Regions from separate parts of the Sus scrofa genome. Here regions 1 and 3 are each linked to region 2. Evidence: chromatin contacts called from public Hi-C data. All regions are on one chromosome and are shown on one strand. Each heading gives the region's core, a stretch centred on a gene start, on an enhancer-like site or on the middle of the called end of the contact. The rest is flanking DNA. Distances are from core to core; before and after follow the strand shown. Region 1 holds the start of AP3S2 (adaptor-related protein complex 3, sigma 2 subunit). Region 2 holds the start of MESP2 (mesoderm posterior protein 2). Region 3 overlaps AP3S2 (adaptor-related protein complex 3, sigma 2 subunit).

Region 1 (4,110 bases), core at 608-3,107, 120 kb after region 2:
AATGTTTTCAGGGAGGTGGAAAAACTGCAGCTCATACTGTTAATGAGAATGTAAAACAGTGCGGCCACTTTGTAAAAGTTTGCCAAGTTCCTCCAAATGTTCACTATAAGGTTATTATGTGACTCAGCAATGCTACTCCTAAGAGAAATGAAAATATATGCTCCCACAAACACCTGTACATGAATGTTCACAGCACCATTATTCACAAGAGCCATAAGTAAAACATCAACTGATGAATAACAATTAAAATGTGGTACATCCACACAATGTCAATAAAAAGGAATGAAAAACCGATACATGCTACAACGTGGATGAACCCTGAAAACATGCTAAGTGAAAAAAGGCAGTCAGAAGAGACCACATATTATATTGATTCCAGTTATATGAAATGTCCAGAATAAGCAAATTTAGAGAGACAGAAAGTAGGTTAGTGGTTGCCAAGGGCTGGGGTTGTTGATGGGGAAATATGGAATGATTGCTAATGGGTAGAAGTTCCTCTTCTGGATAATGAAAATGTCCTAAAATTGTGGTGATAGTTGCATAATTCTGTGAAGTACTAAAAGCCATTCCACTGCATATTTTTTAAAGGTGAAATGTATAGTATGTAACTTAGATCTCAGTAACACCTTAAAAAACCTGATGGAGGGAGTTCCTGCTGTGGTGCAATAGGTTAACAACCCTGTTGCAGTGGTTCGGGTTGCTCTGGAGGTGCCTGTTTGATCCCCAGCCCTATGCAATAGAGTTTTAAGATCTGGTGTTGAGGCAGGTGCAGCTCAAATTCAATCCCTCGCCCAGAAGTTTCCATATGCCTCTGGTACAGTCATAAACAAAACAAAGCAAAACCCTGACAGAAAAATTCACACACACACATGCAAATACAAATTGAAGTGTTATTAAATGCTAACATAAAACCGATATAATTATTTAATAAAATGTAATCTAGCTAAAAATTATATGAAAAAGGTAAAAAAATTTTTTTCATTTCTATTTGACAAAAGAGGAAATAAAATCTGAAAGAGATTTATCAACTTGACCTGAACATAAGTTTTCTCACTTCTCCTCTAGGTTTCACCAACCCACCAATTACATTTTTAACCTAGCTCTTAAGAAATAAAACGTCGGGGGACAGGAAGCAAATAATGACGTTTATTCTTCCCAAAGAAACGTTTTTGGAAAACTCAAATTCACATCATCAGGTACTGAGCCCTCACGCGGCTGCATTTATAATTTCTCATCATTTCTCACTTTCCAAACTGACTTTGAACTCTACAGAGTGAAAGGTATCTAGTCCCTAGGCAGTCCCAGCCTCCACTGAAGCAAAATAATTCCAAGAAAGCACTTTTCTAAATCCTCTGGCTAAAGCGAAACCATTTTAAAAAGCTGCGTATTTCTCCCTGGTGAAACTGCGAGGTGAGTTTCACCTCGACAACCGATAAGGTGAAAGCGACCTCAACCATTTAAGCTGTTAACCACCACTTGAGACACTGGAGAAGTGTCACAAAACGGCACAGAAATGCTGGGGTCCTGGAAGGGGTAGGAAAGAACGGGGGTAGCGGGGCCGAGGCAGGTTGAGTCTGGGGGTCACCCATGGCACAGGAGCCCGAAAAGGTCTGCGGGCATTTTCCCGCGCGCTTCGCACAGGCCAAAGGGAGGGAGGGGGGTGCAGGCGCCCCAAAGGGTCGTGACGAAGCTAGGCCGCACTCACGAAACGCTGGTAGAAGCGGACCAGCCGCGGTTTCCCGTGGTTATTGAAAACCAGAATCGCCTGAATCATCTTTGCCCGCCACGCTTCTTTCAGCACCGGCTGCTCCCAGAAAGCATCTCCTTCCGCCACAACACAGACGTTTCCGGTTGATGCGCTGCTGAGAGTGGCCTCCGGAAACTTGTCCCGGCGCCCAGGGGCCGGGCCACGAAGAGTCCGGCCTCCCGGCACGCCTTGGTGAAAACTGCAGGGCGGGAGCTGGGCTCGCCGCGGGAGGGCTGGTGCGGACTCCGAGGCTGAGGAGGTCCGGCCCCTAGGCCAGAGCCGGTGGGCCAGTTAGGGTCTGGCTAAGACGCCACCCTGGCTCTTAGCCCTTCGTACACACCCACCGTTTGCTTAAGAATCCCGCCAGGCGCAAAGCCGAGCACGTCGGAAAAGCAGATGAAGATCGCTCAGTGGATTAAGGATCTGGCTGAGTCGCTGCTGCGGTGCAGGTTCTATCTCTGGCCCAGGCACTTACGCAGGATGGCGCGGCAAAAAAACAAAACAAAAAGGCAGAAACCCCAACAGCAGCCACGCTCCCAGATGAAGATGCTGTGGGATCTTCCATTTCTCCTCGGCGGCGTTAACACATACGGTCCTGCCTTCTTCCCCTTAACACTGCAGAACATTCCACGTGTGCAGATGCAGGCTAATTTAGCCATTTCCCGGTTGGGGAACCTTATGTTCGTTTTTAGTATTACATAAATGCTGAATTATATAGAGGTCTCTTCATGCAAAAGGACTGTCTGTCCATGGTAGACAGCGAATGGTGGAATTAAGGGATCTTTAATGCAATTCCATTTAATAGGTACTGACGATCCCAGATCGGTAGTCTTTGTATTTTTTTTCTTTCTTTTTTAAATTTGGCTTTTGCGTGTGTGTGTATGTGTGCGAATTTCTTTTAATGACTTAGTGGGGGTGAGGTGAAGCCCGTCCCTATATTGCAGATAGAACTGCAAATTGGAATCATCTACCCTGAGGTCTGTTGGCAAATATGCATCAAAAGCCTTTAAAATATAGATTAGACTCAGTATTTCCAGTTTTAGAATTTATAATAAAGGAGTTCCCATCGTGGCTCAGCGGTTAGCAAACCCGACTAGCATCCACTGGGATGCGGGTTGACCCCTGGCCTTGCTCAGTGGGTTAAGGATCCTGCCTTGCAATAAGCTGCCATGTACGTGGCAGACTGGGCTGGGATGGCACATTGCTATGGCTCTGGTGAAGGCCAGTGGCTAAAGCTCCAATTGGACCTTTAGCCTGGGAACCTCCATATGCTGCTGCTGTGGCCCTAAAAAAGACCAAAAGACCAAAAAAAAAAAATATATATATATACATATACATATATATATGTATATGTATATATATATATATAAAATAAAATGATTATGGAAAGATTTAGCCTCAAAAATGTACATCTCAGCAACATTATCACAGAGGAAAATACGAATCAAACTAGTTATTCCAAAATGAGAAACTGGTTAAATGCATTGATCCATGCGCATTTGAGAAATATTAAATAGCTATAAAAAATCATGGTATGGAGTTCCATTTGTGGCGCAGCGGGAACGAATCTGACTAGGAACTATGAGGTTTTGGGTTCGATCCCTGGCCTTGCTCAGTGGGTTAAGGATCCAGTGTTGCCATGAGCTGTGGTGTAGGTCGCAGACTACGAGGCTCAGATCTGATGTTGCTGTGGCTGTGGTGTAGGCTGGCAGCTGTAGCTCCAATTCTGCCCCTAGCCTGGGAACCTCCATATGCCACAGTGCGGCCTTTAAAAAAAAAAAAGAGAGGAGTTCCCGTCGTGGCTCAGTGGTTAACGAATCCGACTAGGAACCATGAGGTTGAGGGTTTAATCCCTGGCCTTGCTCAGTGGGTTAAGGATCCGGCGTTGCCGTGAGCTGTGATGTAGGTTGCAGACGCGGCTTGAATCCCGAGTTGCTGTGGCTCTGGCATAGGCTGGGGGCTACAGCTCCGATTCGACCCCTAGCCTGGGAGTCTCCATATGCTGCGGGAGCGGCCCAAAGAAATAGCAAAAAGACAAAAAAAAGAAAAAAAATATCATGGTATGAAAGATTTATGGTGTAGGGAAATGATCATGGCATTATCTGTAAGTGAAACGATTACACAAAGGAACACCACCACTTTGTAAGATTGGAGGTATATACACCAAAATATGAAGAAAAATTGTGTTTCATAGAATGGCAGCATCAAAATGTTCAGCACAGGCCTCCAGAACCCCAATGCCCTGGTTAAAACCCTGGCTGTGTTGACTGCCTGGGCACCGTGAGCAAGTGTCATCATTTGTAAAACAGGCATAATAATCAGTTTACTGTAAAATTTGGGGTTTTTTTCTGGTTGAAAAAAAT
Region 2 (4,587 bases), core at 1,506-4,005:
CTCAGCTGTGGCATAGGCTTAGATCTGATCCATGGCCCAGGAACTCCATATGCTGTGGGGCAGCCAAAAAAGGAAAAAAATAAAATAAAATAAAAATAAATAAATAGGAGTTCCTGTTGTGGCTCAGCAGAAATGAATCTGACTAGCATCCATAAGGATACAGGTTCGATCCCTGGCCTTTTTCAGTGGGTTAAGGATCCGGCCATGAGCTGTGGTGTAGGTCGCAGATGTGGCTTGGATCCCTTGTTGCTGTGGCTCTGGCGTAGGCTGGCAGCTACAGCTCTGATTGGACCCCTAGCCTGGGAACCTCCATATGCCGAGGTTGGGGCTCTAAAAAGACAAAAGACAAAATAAATAAATAAATAAAAGAGGTGAGTTGGAACACTCAATATCAACAGCACAGTCATCTGAAACTTCAGAATTCAGATCAAGAAATATATATGAAACCTGATGAATCTCATTTACAACTGTCAATCACATATATTACATTCTTTGGTAGTATATCATGAGTTTTATAGTACTGTTCAGTCTAGGACAAATGATGGTTTATTATAAATAATTTGCCATTATTTCAACCCTAAAAAGTGTAGGACTGACTGTTTTCTAAGTCCCCCTGCCCTTAAGAAAAAATATTGTTATTTCTTTTACCTTGGCCTTTTTACATCAAAATTCTCTTGTGGTACAGTGGGTTAAGATTTTGGCGGTATCACTGAACCAGCGGGATCAGGGTCACTGGTGTGACGTGAGTTCGATCCCTGGCCCAGGAACTTCCACAAGCCAAGGGCACGGCCAAAAAGAAAAAATGAATTAAACCCTTTTAAATCATGAAATATTGTATAACTAATTGCTTCTTTTCAAAAACTGAAATCAAAGCCATTAGCAATTAATTCCACCTTCTTTTTGTGTGATGGACAAATTTAAAATGTCTTCCCATTCGTAACAGCTAAAATAATAACAGTTGCCCTGACCAATCTTATTTAATGTCATTTATCATTTCATCATAGAGTAGTAACTTCAGCATATTTTCTCCAACTTTGTAAAAAATAAGTTCTGAGGAGAAAGTGATGCAATTTCATCATTGAAGGTTTACCTGTAATTTTTTTCTAGTTAAAATTATCCACTATGATTTTAAACAGATGAACATTTAATCTATTTTTGCCACACCCGCAGCATACAGAAGTTCCCAGGCCAGGGATCAACCCAAGCTATAGCAGTGACAATGCCAAAAATCCTTAACCAGTAGGCCAGCAGGGAACTCCTTAAATGGGTGAATGCTTAAATTAACTAAGGCCAGCTATGAGTCAGCTAAATATGTTCTGAGATGGAATGCTCTAAGATATGGTGTTGAAACCAGCTATGATGGAAAAATAAAAATCATTTAAAAAAATTTTTAAATTAAATAAAATAAAAAGGTCAAGAAAAAAAAAGATATGCTGTTGAATGAAAAAAAGCAAGTTACATGCAATGTACCATGCATATAAACATAGTCTTTTAAGGATACATATGTTTTTATGCATATGGACCACCTCTGGAAGGACACATGACCTTTGGGAAGGGGCTACAGGGATGGGACTAGAGCTTTATGTTTCCATTTCTTTCTGTCTTTCTTTTTTTTTGCTTTTGAGGGCCTCACCTGCAGCATATGGTAGTTCCCAGGCTAGGGGTTGAATCGGAGCTACAGTTGCAAGTCTACACCACAGCTACAGCAACACCAGATCCAAGCCATGTCTGTGACCTACACCAGAGCTCATGGCAACACTGGATCCTTAACCCACTGAGTGAGGCCAGGGATCAAACGCACATCCTCATGGATCCTAGTTGGGTTTGTTAACCATTGAGCCATGACAGAAACTCCTGTTTCCATTTCTTACAAAAAGAATGTATTAGTTACATAATTTGTGTAACTAAAAGTTAATTTTTAAAAAGTCACAAAAGTACAAGGCTATTTATTACTTCAGTCTAGTGTAGGCTAATCTATTCCTGAAACATCATGTTGACTTTTAGTTATTGATTACTGATTTTTTTTTTTTTTTTTAATGTCACACTTCTACTCAAAAGTCCATTTGGCTCCCCACTGCCTTGGGAATAAAATCCAACTTCTTAACCTGGCCCCAGCTAAGCTGTGCTTCAGTTCATTGCACAACGCTCCTGAAGCACCCCTGGAACTCCTCTTGCCAGGCCCTTGCTTATGTAGTTTCCACATTCAGAATGCTCTCCACCTGCCTCTCTGCCTACCCAAGTCCAACTCACAGTTCAAGGCCAAGCTGTGATCTATCCACTTCTGTGGCCGGAGCTCGACAGTCCCTGGCCCTCATGTGGCCCTTAGCCTCTGAGTTCAGCCCTTTTTCTGAAGATCATGAAGAACACTGACTGCGTTCCTCCAAACTGTAATTATTGCTGAGGAATGAGAGCTTTTACTTTTTAAACTTCACTGTGTCAAAAGTTATCCTATAAGACTACAACAAGGAGGTCCCGTCTTGGTGCAGCAGAAACGAATCCCACTAGGAAAGAAATGAATCCGACTAGGAACCAAGAGGTTGTGGGTTCAATCCATGGCCTCGCTCAGTGGGTTAAGTATCTGGCGTTGCTGTGAGCTGTGGTGTAGGTCCCAGATGTGGCTTGGATCTGGCGTTGCTATGGCTGTGGCATAGGCCAGCAGCTACAGCTCCGATTAGACCCCTAGCCTGGGAACCTCCAATATGCCTCAGGTGTGGCCCTAAAAAGACAAAAAAAAAAAAAAAAAAAAAAACCAACTAAACAAACAAACAAAAACCAAAGACTACAACAACCATCTTGTGAGCAGATGCTACAATTATTATTCCTGTTTTAAGAGCCAAAGCTCAGGCTCAGACCTGCCCAGGGGGTACACAGCTAGCTACTGGTGGAGCTACTAATTATATACTGTTCACTCCTCTCTCCCACAAGACTGAAATGCTGTGAGAGCAGACATCACAATGATTTTGTTCACTCCAGCATAACTGACCTTTACCATTTGCCAAAGAAATATGTATTAAATGAATAATACTCACAAGCCTCTAGAAGCACTTTCTTTATAAAATAATAGCAAACATTCAGCCAACTTGCCAGGCTCATGCTAAGTGGTTCCACAGATGGTTCCACTTAATATCAGAAATCATTCTAGGTGGTGGGTATTTCATATTCTTACTGCCAGAAGGATGAGGCGACTTGAGCCTCAGAGGAGTTAAGTGAACTGCCCAAGGTCACACAGCGAATAAAGAGGGTCTGACTCAGACCTACCTTCCCCTTTTTTCACCACCCACTCCACCCTCTTCTCCAGGTTGCTCTGCACTATTTTTCAGGGAAAGAAACTGTCGACACTCTCGGTGTCACACAGCAAGAGTGGGTTCTGGGAACCTGGGAAGGGTTCACCTGTCTGTCCCTTCCTGCCCCAATCCCCCTCCTGCCATCACTGTGAGCAGGTCCCTCGGGGGTTTGTCTTGACGCCTTATCCAGCAAACTGGTAGGCACTGGGTGGGAGTTACTGGGCACAGCCCCCCGGAGAGTGGTGATGAGGGAGGCGGCCACTCTTTGCGGGGGTCCTCGAGTCACCTGAGGGACGGTCTGGCCGCCTCGAGACGATGGCATTGCCCACCACTCTCAGGGTCCTGGGCACTCACCGGAGCAGTGGATGGGGCCAGGTGGGTGGGAACGCAGTGAGAAGCTTAGCAGCTCCAGCCAGATGCGAATTGTCCCTCCCACACTTCCCGGGCTGCAGGGGCCTCCATTAGAGCCCCCAAGGAGTCAGAATCCACACCTCTGCAAATGGGCCCGCTTTCCCAGGGCCCCCCTACCCAGACCTTCCCTGGGCTCTGTGGGTTTTGACACCTCTCTGTAACCTGGCGGGGGGTCCACCTCACACCTTTGGTCCAGATAAAAGGTAGGTCCTGGAGGTAGCCGGCCCAGCTTCCCAGAGCCTGCAGCCCGGCCATGGCCCAGTCCCCTCCTGTGCAGAGCCTCCTCGGCCGCGACCACTGGATCTTCCCTCAAGGTTGGGGCTGGGCCAGCCACTCGAACTCCACGTCCCCAGCCTCTTCCTCAGACTCATCGGGCTCGTGGCCCTGCGACCGCGCCCCCGGCCCCTTGCAGGCTGTGCCCTCTGCCCGCAGCGCAGTGGAGGCCGCCCCGACGGCGCCTGGGCGTGCGCGGACCCGGCCGGCCGGCGGGCAGCGGCAGAGCGCCAGCGAGCGCGAGAAGCTGCGCATGCGCACGCTCGCCCGCGCGCTGCACCAGCTGCGCCGCTTTCTGCCGCCCTCAGTGGCGCCCGCCGGCCAGAGCCTGACCAAGATCGAGACGCTGCGCCTGGCCATCCGCTACATCGGCCACCTGTCGGCCGTGCTGGGCCTCAGCGAGGAGAGCCTGCAGCGCGAGCGCCGGCGACGCGGCGACGTGGTGCTGCCCCGGGGCTGCCCGCGGTGCCCCGACGGCGGCTCCGCGCAGGCGCAGACGCAGATGCAGATGCAGGCGGGCGGCCTGGGCGGGGGCTCAGCCGTCGGTACCCCGACGTCCTGGGGGTCCCCGCCCGCCTGCTCCGGAGCGCTCACGGAGCCAGAGCGCCTGGGGAGCAGG
Region 3 (4,495 bases), core at 299-2,798, 100 kb after region 2:
GTGTGTGTGTGTGTGTGTGTGTGTGTGTTCTCTAGTTTTAAAGGAAGAAAATCAACTACCCTACTGCCAGGACTCTGGACTAAGAAGCCTGGAGTATGTAAGGAGAGGCAGACCATACTTCTCAGCAGCACAGTGCCAAGGGGCTGTTTCCATTAAAGAGGGTTAATGAAATTAAGATTGGTGTATTAGGGAGTTCCTGTTGTGGCGCAGTGGTTAACGAATCCGACTAGGAACCATGAGGTTGCGGGTTCGGTCCCTGCCCTTGCTCAGTGGGTTAACGATCCGGCGTTGCCGTGAGCTGTGGTGTAGGTTGCAGACGCGGCTCGGATCCCGAGTTGCTGTGGCTCTGGTGTAGGCCGGTGGCTACAGCTCCGATTCGACCCCTAGCCTGGGAACCTCCACATGCCTCGAGAGCGGCCCAAGAAATAGCAACAACAACAACAACAAAGACAAAAAAAAAAGACCAAAAAAAAAGATTGGTGTATTAGTCTTCTTGGGCTGCCATAACAAAATAAGGAGGTACTGTCGTGGCTCAGCAGAAACAAATCTCACTAGTATCCATGAGGATGCAGGTTTGATTCCTGGCCTTGCTCATAGGGTAAGGATCTGGCATTGCCATGAGCTGAGGTGTAGGTCACAGACGCAGCTTGGATCTGGTGTTGCTGTGGCTGTGGTGTAGGCCAGCGGCAGTGTTGGAAGTTAAAAGTCCTAGATCAAGGTCTTGCAGGATCAGTTTCTACTCCTGGCTTGCAGACTCGCTATGTCCATGAAAGGCCTTTCCTTGATTTGTGCACAGAAAGAAAGAGGCCTCTGGAGTCTCTTCCTCTTCTTATAAGAACGTAAGTTGTATGGGATCAGAGCCTTACCCTTAGACCTTGCTTAACTTACTTCCTTAAAGACCCCATCTCTAAATACAGCCACATTGGGGATTAAGACTTCAACATGTGAATTTTGGGGGGCACAATTGGGTTCTCAATAAGCAAGTGATACAGAATGAGACAGAACAGCTCCAGAAAAGACAGCCCCAGATAGAGATAAAAAAAGAGCAGTCACAGGAGCTCCTGTTGTGGCTGAGCAGAAATGAACCCAACTATCCATGAGGACACGGGTTCCATTCCTGACCTGGCTCAGTGGGTTAAGGATATGGCGTTGCTGTGGCTGTGGCATAGGCCAGCAGTTGCAGCTCCAATTCGACCCCTAGCCTGGGAACTTCCATGTGCCACACCTGTGGCCCTCCCCCCCCTCCCCGCCAAAAAAAGGCAGTCAGGTGTATCTGTTTCTCCTAAAGTTTTCTCAAAACATCATTATTCAAGATCACGATCAAGGTAAAGAGAACAAAAGTCAGATAATGTAGGAAAGAACAGAAGCAAAGAATATGCTAATGCATGAAGAGATTGAACTGAATGTGCTAGAGACTCAGACAGCAAAAGAGTATGACATGAATCTAAAAATAGTCTAAAAAACAAATTTGAGGAACATAATGACAAAGAACACTCATTCTTCTCACAGATAGGGAAACTAAATTTATCTGAAAACGGGGAGGACAGACACAACTGCAAAGAAAGAAAGTCATCAAGTGGCGGAAGTTACTCAAGATCGAAGCCTCATAAAAGGCATCATCTGAGAAAAAAGGAGTGGGAAACAACTTGATCCTAGGAGGCTGGAAAGGATGGACAAATTACAAGAAAAGGAAATGGTGAAAAACAAAAGTAAGAAATAGCTGCAGCTACTGGAGCTTTTCTATGTTGCTGTCCTGCTGTCATCGAGAACACAAGTAACTCCTTGAGTGGCTATGATGGCTCAAACGGCAGCCCTGCAAGCTAAAGCTTTGGCAGAGACCAGAAGAGCCACATTTAGCTATTATAACCCAGGAGCTGTGAATCTAATGAAATTTGCTGAACAAGAAATAAAAACGAAAACACTGGATACAGCTCGGTTGATGGAGAAAGTCATATGACTATGAAGTAACAGGAAATAGTCTTTGGAAACCTGGATGCTAAGTATCAAAAGATCACATGCCCACATGAAGAGGAGTGGGACTGGGTTAGACATCTTCCAATTGAGGAATGGATACAGTTTGAAGGTGACTACACATTTAAAGTTTGGGACTTACAGAGTTCTCCAGATGTCAGCTCCTTGTGCACCAAACACCTAGCATTCTAACTTTTCATGGATGTCACAATGATTTTTATGTACTAGAAAATATGATTCTCACCACACACAAAAAAAGAAATAGTAATTATGTGACAGGGTAAGAGGTGTTGGCCAACACTATTGCGGTAGTCATTCTGCAATGCATAGGTTTATCAAATCAACATTCTGTGTATCTCAAATTTACACAATGTTATGTATTACATATCAATTATATCTCAATAAAGCTGGAGGGAAATATCATTTTTTGTAAATATTAAATCAGTGATACTGATGTTAGTGTTGTAATCAGATTAAATGTATTTCTATTAAACTTGATGGATTTTTTTTCTTTTTTTCTTTTTAGGGCTGCACCTGCAGCATATGGAAGTTCCTAGCCTAGGAGTCAAGTTGGAGCTGCAGCTGCTGGCCTACACCACAAGCCACAGAATCCTTAACCCACTGAACGAGGCCAGGGATCAAACACGTCCTTATAGATTCTAGTTGGGTTTGTTACCACTGAGCCACAAAGGGAATTCCCTTTTTTTTAATTTTAAATGGCAGCACCTATAACATATGGAAGTTCGTGGGCCAGGGACTGAATCTGAGCCACAGATGCAAACTACACAGCAAGTGCAGCAATGCCAGATCCTTTAACCCACTTCACTGAGCCAGGGATCAATCCTACGTCTCCTCAGCGACCCAAGCCACTGCAATTGGATTTTTCACCTACTGTGTCACAGTGAGAACTCCCAACAATATTTTCTAGCTCATGAATTCTATACTTTTCAAATCTACAAAAGCCAGAGGTGGGATAAAATCTCATAGATGCATTTTTTTGTGTCCAGCCTTGTGTACTTTTGTTCTTAACCTCTTACTGTTATTTTCGTCGTTTGAAACATGAATGTTATGTAGATATTCTATTCTTTAGACAGTTGGGCCATTTGCTACATAAATAAGCTGGGTAATGATGACAATAAATATGGTTTTCTCAAAAGAAAAAACAAGCAACAGCAATACTGGAGGACATATTTAAACTTTTTTTGGCCATGTCCACAGCAGGTGGAAGTTCCTAGGCCAGGGATCAAACCCAAGCCACTGCAGTGACAATGCCAGATCCTCAACCTGCTCAGCTGCAAGAGAACTCCCCTTTTTAAAAAACTTTTTTACTTTTAAGAACATTTTTATACCTTCAAACTATAAGAAAAAAGGCAGACCTAACTACATAAAGTTAAAAGACAAGGAGAAAATATTTACAATAAATATAAAAGAGGAGTTCCTGTCGTGGCACAGCGGTTAACGAATCCGACTAGGAACCATGAGGTTGCGGGTTCGGTCCCTGCCCTTGCTCAGTGGGTTAAGGATCCGGCATTGCCGTGAGCTGTGGTGTAGGTCACAGACTCGGCTCAGATCCTGCGTTGCTGTGGCTCTGGTGTAGGCCGGTAGCTACAGCTCCAATTTGACCCCTAGCCTGGGAACCTCCATATGCCGCGGAGCAGCCCAAGAAATGGCAAAAAGACAAAAGAAAAGAAAAGAAAAGAAAAGAAAAGAAAAGGATTGGTATCCATAAAAATTAGGAAAAAACCCAACACTTACAAATGAATAAAACAAATAAGCCATAGAAAGGTAGATACATACAATGGTCAGACATTTTCAAATACAAATGACTGGTAAACACTAAAAGATATGCAGCCCAGTATTCAAGGAAGCTAGGGGAAACAACGAATACCTACTTTTGCACCCATCAGACTGGCAAACATTAGAAAGTATTCTTAATATTTAAAATTGGTAAGGTTATGAGGAAATACAACTTTGGGGAGAGGCGATCTGGCAATATCTATCAATGTAAAAAGCACACATCTGGAGTTCCCGTCGTAGCTCAGTGGTTGATGAATCTGACTAGGAACCATGAGGGTGCAGGTTCGGTCCCTGGCCTTGCTCAGTGGGTTAAGGATCCGGCATTGCCGTGAGCTGTGCTGTAGGTTGCAGACTCGGCTCGGATCCCAAGTTGCTGTGGCTCTGGTATAGGCCAATGGCTGCAGCTCCGACTGGACCCCTAGCCTGGGAACCTCCAAGTGCTGAGGAAGCGGCCTTAGAAAAGGCAAAAAGACAAAAAACAAAAAAAGCACACATCTTTAATTAAAGCAGCAATTCCAATTTTAGGAATCTATCCCCCTAAAACTAACACATGCACATATGGATGCATGTGTAAGGATGTCACTGCATCATAATTTGCAATAGTGAGAAATGGGAGAAATCTAAATGCTCACAAGTAGGGTACTGAATAACAGATTAAGATACATTCATATTATGGAAAATCATGCACTACTAAAAAGATTATATGAAGTGGAAAAAGTTCCAAGAC

Evidence for each region. Hi-C and Micro-C count contacts between places; a contact is called where the count stands out from the background.
Region 1: a Hi-C map of embryonic fibroblasts shows a contact between it and region 2, with 4 times the contacts expected there. The contact joins the promoter of AP3S2 here to the promoter of MESP2 in region 2. A contact is called at or near these places in 2 of 5 promoter capture datasets (fetal liver and liver), 8 of 47 Hi-C or Micro-C datasets (adipose tissue, embryonic fibroblasts, fetal heart ventricle and 5 more) and 1 of 2 datasets of contacts at active chromatin or transcription factors (alveolar macrophages).
Region 3: a Hi-C map of alveolar macrophages shows a contact between it and region 2, with 2.1 times the contacts expected there. The contact joins the enhancer-like site here to the promoter of MESP2 in region 2. A contact is called at or near these places in 1 of 5 promoter capture datasets (liver), 7 of 47 Hi-C or Micro-C datasets (adipose tissue, alveolar macrophages, embryonic fibroblasts and 4 more) and 1 of 2 datasets of contacts at active chromatin or transcription factors (alveolar macrophages).

The regions. Positions count from the first base shown.
Region 1 is chr7:55,460,495-55,464,604 of Sscrofa11.1, forward strand. AP3S2 (adaptor-related protein complex 3, sigma 2 subunit) reads right to left here and starts at 1,858. Exons shown (of 6, transcript NM_001244548.1): 1 at 1,706-1,858. The coding sequence starts at 1,774.
Region 2 is chr7:55,339,186-55,343,772 of Sscrofa11.1, forward strand. It overlaps MESP2 (mesoderm posterior protein 2), which reads left to right and starts at 2,756. Exons shown (of 3, transcript XM_013997165.2): 1 at 2,756-4,587. The coding sequence starts at 3,949.
Region 3 is chr7:55,441,188-55,445,682 of Sscrofa11.1, forward strand. All of the region lies in intron 3 of AP3S2 (adaptor-related protein complex 3, sigma 2 subunit), which reads right to left. Among named protein-coding and RNA genes, the nearest start is that of AP3S2, 19 kb to the right of the region's middle. Within about 2 kb of position 1,549, at least 2 of the 83 cell types and tissues checked have an H3K27ac peak or open chromatin away from gene starts, as enhancers often do. A contact at or near this core is called in alveolar macrophages and retroperitoneal adipose tissue, where this site is marked.